Linked DNA regions of Rattus norvegicus: region 2 is linked to region 1. A link is a contact called in public Hi-C data. All regions are on one chromosome and are shown on one strand. Each heading gives the region's core, a stretch centred on a gene start, on an enhancer-like site or on the middle of the called end of the contact. The rest is flanking DNA. Distances are from core to core; before and after follow the strand shown.

The links. A called contact is a pair of places that touch in the nucleus more often than the background predicts.
Region 2: a Hi-C map of frontal cortex shows a contact between it and region 1, with 1.6 times the contacts expected there. The contact joins the promoter of Trpc3 here to the enhancer-like site in region 1. A contact is called at or near these places in 2 of 12 Hi-C or Micro-C datasets (Schwann cells and frontal cortex).

What each region holds. Positions count from the first base shown.
Region 1 is chr2:121,431,558-121,434,570 of GRCr8, forward strand. It overlaps Trpc3 (transient receptor potential cation channel, subfamily C, member 3), which reads right to left. Exons shown (of 12, transcript NM_001415005.1): 7 at 2,701-2,965. Among named protein-coding and RNA genes, the nearest start is that of Bbs7, 31 kb to the left of the region's middle. Within about 2 kb of position 1,419, at least 15 of the 93 cell types and tissues checked have an H3K27ac peak or open chromatin away from gene starts, as enhancers often do.
Region 2 is chr2:121,474,228-121,477,240 of GRCr8, forward strand. It overlaps Trpc3 (transient receptor potential cation channel, subfamily C, member 3), which reads right to left and starts at 1,596. Exons shown (of 12, transcript NM_001415005.1): 1 at 1,270-1,596. The coding sequence starts at 1,448.

The DNA of each region.
Region 1 (3,013 bases), core at 169-2,668:
CCAAGCCCCATCTCCATGGAACAGGCCAACGAGCTTTGGTGGAGCCTGATGGTGGGTGTGATGCAGCCACTGGGGATATCGAGGCAGCTTTATCTTCATTCAGTTGTGATATGAAGGATAGCAAAGATACATTGAGTAAAAAAATTAAACGCAGGAGCTGTGAAGTACTTAGTCATCTGAATACAAAAGGGAGGGCGATCTGGATATTTATATTCTTTTTTGGGGGGAAAAAAATCTCTGGAAGTATTTGAAGGAAACCGTGGTTTCTGAGAATGAAAACCAGCTCATAGACCGAGGGTCAGGATGTGAAGGAGAGGCTTTTCACTCTATCTAAATACCCCACCCAATGCTTGAATTCTGACCACAAGAATCCACAGGCAGCCATGTTGTCTGTGGAGAATTAACTCCAAGGTCCTCATGGCCACCAGCATCTGAGAATGTGCAAGGGAGTCCCACAGAAATGGCGCTGTATTTCCAGGATACCAGTGGATGACTTCCTGCAGTATTTAGACCACCTCTTAGTTACTTAAAACAGCGAACCTAATACTAAGCCATGCAAATGATCACTACACCGGAGCGTTTGGGGAACAGCGGCAGGGAAAGGATGTGCACGCTCCAAAGAGACACATTCTTTTTTTAAAGAATATTTTGATCCATGGTTGGTTGGGTGTGGGGTAAAGGTTCTGAAAGCCAGCTGTGCCCCCTCCATGGAAACAATGCTCATCTGCAAGAGACATGGGTGGGGGACAATGGCATGGGAGCCCCGGTCCTCGTGGCACACAGTAGACTAAGCATCAAGTTCCATCTCTTGTACAACTTCTACCTGCGAGCATTTAGCCATTTCGTCACAGGATCTTCACATCTGTGGCTGAATAAAGAACCTTCAACTGTCGCCACCCAAGAACGCTGTGAAGTACAGATGGAAAATAGTCTTTTTTTCCCCCGAAGAAAATGATTTAGGAAAACAATACTTTAAAATATTTTTTTCTTTTCTATTTTTCGGAGCGGGGGACCGAACCCAGGGCCTTGCGCTTGCTAGGCAAGCGCTCTACCACTGAGCTAAATCCCCAACCCCACTTTAAAATATTTTTAACAAATTCTAAACAACAATGAAGCCTTTAGACCTGCAGGCTTAAACACTCATTTACTCACTTATTCATTTAACCACTCAGCCAGTGACGCTGGAACAACTGGTATGTTCTAGAAATGTTGTTAGTTCCTGGGGACAAAGGGTTGAGGATGGGGAGTCGGGGGGAGGTTGATTCCCTGTCACAAAACCTCAGAGTGTGAAGTGGATGTGGAGGCAGGAGACTGAGCACGCTAGCTAGCCTCCATTTCTGCATTTACTCAACCTGTCACGGGGCCACCCCGCCCCATCCTCTGGAGCCATTGAGCCTCGCAAACTTCTCTGCAGCATCTGTGGGCCGGGCGTGTGTGGGAACCGCGGGAGTTGGAATGGAAAGGACACCGCAGCTCCTACTGTGGGCAAGAGGCTTTACGTAACTAGCCTTACGTAATCCTCCCGACGACCTTATTTAAAAATCTGTCGTGCTTATTTTAAAAATGAGAAAAAATGACACGGGAAAAATGTTCAGTAATTTAACCAAAGGGCGCAGTTAGAAAATAGCAGAACTGGGGTTGGGGATTTAGCTCAGTGGTAGAGCGCTTGCCTAGCAAGTGCAAGGCCCTGGGTTCGGTCCCCAGCTCTGAAAAAAAAAAAAAAAAAGAAGAAGAAAAAAGAAAAAAAAAAAAGAAAAAAGAAAAAGAAAAAGAAAATAGCAGAACTGTGTTAAAACCTGGGCCTGACAGACTTCCCAGCGATACTCTCGGCTACTACGTGGTGTGGCCAGGTCTCCCTTCAAAAAAGATGAGGTAACAGTAATGTACCATGTGAACTGCTGTGAGGAAGGGAACAGGGGCCCTGTGCAGGGTCCTGGTCACTCTCCATTGGAGTCATAGGATATTTTTGCTGTTGTCATCATTTATTACAATAAAATGAACCTCTGGCCTCCTTTACCTTTAAGACCTGCTCAACAATAGCTATTTAAGGGTTACTTTAGGACGATTCATGTGTTTCCAAGGACATGATTCTGTACTTTACCTCCAGGGAACGTACTGTGTTGCTGGTGTGCAGATGTGGCAATATGGGAGCAAAAGGAAGGTGGCAAGATTCAGGATACCCTTGCCTACAGGGAGAGCCCCATCCCCATGACAACCAGCCACCCAGGGGTGAGAATGATGATCTCACAGCTGGGGTAGCTCTATAGCAGCAGGGAAACCTAACAGTGAAAGTGACTGTGGGGATTAATCAAGGAAGGCTTCAGGAAGGACCAGACTCTTCAGGGAGGGTTGGGGTTAGCCTTGTCTTCTCAGGAGCTGTCCTGATACTTGAATCCTTGTACTCACTACTGATGAAAACATTAACATGGAAACTAGAAAAGTAATACAGACTTCAAAATGATGATGCTAAATTTAGAGTTATATATAATGTCAGAGTTGTCCCCTTTTAGACATTTGCCATCCAATTTTCTTAAAATAGCCATTTTGGTCCAGTATGACCTGCATGACCAGCTACAGACACTGACTTCATGGGATTGTTTTACTGCTCCTGAGAATGGCTTTGTTTCCAGCTGACAGTCTGCACTTGCTGGACCCCTTAGAAGTTCTTTCTATACCTTTCTAGGATGACGTCTTACTTACGTGGTAAAAGCAGGGTTTACTTTGGCCCCAAGGTAGTAGGAGTAAAGTATGAACATGCCAATCATGAAAGCCAGGAACACCATGATGAAGAGAACCATGAACTTGAATATGTCCTTCACAGTCCTCCCCAGAGAGATCTGCAAGGGCCCAAAGCTCTCGTTTGCAGGGAGAATGTACGCGATCCGGGAGAAGCTGAGCACCACAGCTATGGCATAGAGGCCTTCCGATATGATCTGAGGGTCAGAAGGAAGCCATTTATCTCTAGCTAGGAAAGGGAAGAGAGAGAGGGAGAGAGGGAAAGGGTGAGAGGGGG
Region 2 (3,013 bases), core at 346-2,845, 43 kb after region 1:
CAAACTTCAGAAGGGAGAGCCATAATTCCGAATCCGCCCTACTTCCACAGATAATTAAGTTCCCCATATACCAGTTATTTAAGGTAATAGAATTCCGTAAAAATCAAGAAGCTATACAAGCTCATAAACCCCAACTTCTGGGGTTTGTGGAAACATAAGGAAAAAGTAGATAATATTCCGAAACTTTGGAGGGTGGAAGTGAGCAGACAGGGATGTAATCCCAAAGGATGAGCCTTCTCTCTATTTCCTGGACCATTTCTATGGTATGCTCTTTCACCAGTTACTGACTTCCTCCCAGAGGCGTAGCTGATTTTAAATCAGGACCCTTCCTGAATGATCTGCTCCCTGTCACTCATTGCTGTTTAGGTTCCGGTCCCTACCAGCTGGTTAAATCCAGCCTGGCCTGGCCTCCACCATCCAACCTCCCCAAACCGCGGACCCGGCAAGCGGACAGACTTCTGGCAGCAGGCGGCGCTGCAGAGCCTGTCCCCCGACAGGAAAGCCACCTGCCCTCTGGCAGAGGAGCCACGACTGACACCAGGGTTCCCACGCCTGAACCCCTTCCACTCAAACACTCTTCCCGCATGTGCAGCGCTCCGCCGAGGAGAGTAGAGCAGCGCCCTCTGCATCTTTGCCTCTGGAAGCTGGCCGGGCGCTGTATTGTTGGAATGAACAGGTTCTTTTCTCAATCATTTGCTTGTTAACTACTACTTTTGCAGAGAGGAAAAGAGAAGCAAGCAGAGATGTGGCGAAGGAAAAAGTCAGAACTGGAGGGAAGGAGGGGCAGGGGAGTCACTAGCTCTGAGCTTTCTGGGACCCCATAGCCCAAGTTGACCCTAAGTGACTGTGAGAGCCGCTGCCCTGGGGTTTGGATGTGAGCACGCACGTGAGGGACGCCTTCGTCCGACTCTGCACTCCGCACCGCGCTGTGCCACGCCGAGCTCCGCTCCCTGTCCTCCACCCTGGCAAGCCGGAGAGGCGCAGAGCAGCGGCGGGTCCTGTGCACACAGTCACAGCCCACGACCTCCCAGCAGCTCCCGGTTCGAGTCCGGAGATCCTAGCCCTGGTGGCCTCGCTATCTCTCCCCGAGCCCCGCCGTCGGTGATGGTCCGCGGGCAGTGCGTGCTCATGAGCCCGGCTGGGCCCGGCTCAGCAGGACCCGGGTGCGGAGCCTGAATCCTCCTGGGAAGAGGAGAGCCGCCGCGCTTAGCTGGTCCCGATCCCGGTCCCGGTCCCACCCACCCCGCTCGGCCGCGCTCCGGTACTCACGCGTCGGGCCCCGGGGACGGCGGCGCGCGCGGGCAGGGCGGCTCCAGCCCGCCGTTGACGCCCCTCCAGCCCCGGCGGCGGCGCTGCGGCTCGGCTCCCTCGGCCTCGCCATCCTCCTCCTCCGGCGCGGGCAAGGTCACCCTCGCGGGCTCCCGGCACTTCTTGACCTTGGTGGACATAGCGGCCGAGCTCCTTGCCGCCCGCAGTCAGCAGCCCAGCCGCTCTGAGTCAAGCACCCGGGCCGCGGCGCCGGGGCCGCCCGGGCCGAGCGCGCGACCTGCAGCGGAGCTCGGGGTCCGCGGCCGCGATGCCGGCTGTGCGTGGTCTGCCGGTCCGACAGCATCGCGGCGAGACGGCGCGGTTTCCCTGCGAGGAGAGGGAGGAGGGAGGAGGGAGGAGGGAGGAGGGAGGAGGGATGGGAGGAGGGGAGACCAGTCCCTCGCAGACAGCGCTGCGCAGGAATCAGACAGACCAGCAGGTGGGGAGCTGAGAAACAGCAGAAACTTCTCTCCACCCTCCTTTCCTCCTTTTTACCAGAGATCCAGACCCCTCTTGCATCTGTAGACACAAGTGTACTAGCGAAGGGAAAGGAATCCTCCACTTGTTAGTTTTTTGTTTTTTGTTTTTTTAATGCATGCTCAGCTATTCAGATCACCAAAGCAAAGCCTTGCCTGTTCCTTGTTGTCTGGCTTAGCAGAATCCACGGGGGGGGGGGGGGGGGAGTTTAAGTGCGGTTCCTGGGTCCCTGTGCCTCACAGCGGGTCAATTTCTAAAGGTGTGGGAGGCTAATTCGAGCTCTGTATTTTTCAAGAAGCATTTTCGAGGGAGAAAATTGTAGTTGTTTTTTTTTTCTTTTTCTTTCTTTCTTTTTTTGTTCGGAGCTGGGGACCGAACCCAGGGCCTTGTGCTTGCTAGGCAAGTGCTCTACCACTGAGCTAAATCCCCAACCCCTGTTTTTTTGTTTTTTGAGACAAGGTCTCACTCTGTGGCCCAGGATGGTATGGAAGTCAGTATCTGGCACAAGCTGGTCCACACCATGCCTCACAGCAATCCTTTGGTCCCAGCCTCCCTAAATTACAGCGGCAGGTGCACATATGTGTGCTGGGGTCTGTGAGGTCAGAGGTTAAATTCTGGTATCCTTCCATAGGGTCATCTACCTTGGTTTTTGAAACAGAATCTCTCACATAGACCTCAGACTTCTGGATTAGGACAGGCTTGGTTGAGGGTCAGGAAGCCACAAATCTGTTTATCTCTACCTCCCCAGCTTGTGCCACCACAGCAGACTTTAAAGAGGGTGTGGGGACTGGAAACACCCTCTCCCCCACACACAATGATTTTTAAAACTTAAAGGAATGCACTTTAAAATTCAAGGCTGTTCAAATTTCTGGGATGATGAATGGGAATTTTTGGGACCAGAGAATCCTAGGTATCTTGTTATTTTAACCATATTTGTTTGTTCGGGAAGCTGGGAATGGAACCCAAGCCACATGCCTGTATGCCTCCATCTCTGAGTTATTCACCAGCATGGATGCCTCTTACAGATGTGGGTGCTAACAGCTTAGACAGACTGAGTGGATTGCCCCCAGGTAAGCAGGTACCAGGGAAGCTCCCCTCAGACCCAGAGTATTCAAGACGTTCTGTTACTTCAGTCACTTCAGTCGGGCAGATGGCATCTACAATGTATCCTGGAAGAATGACAGAAATAGTTTCTTCACTTCTAACACTATTTAGTGGCTGCTGTGCT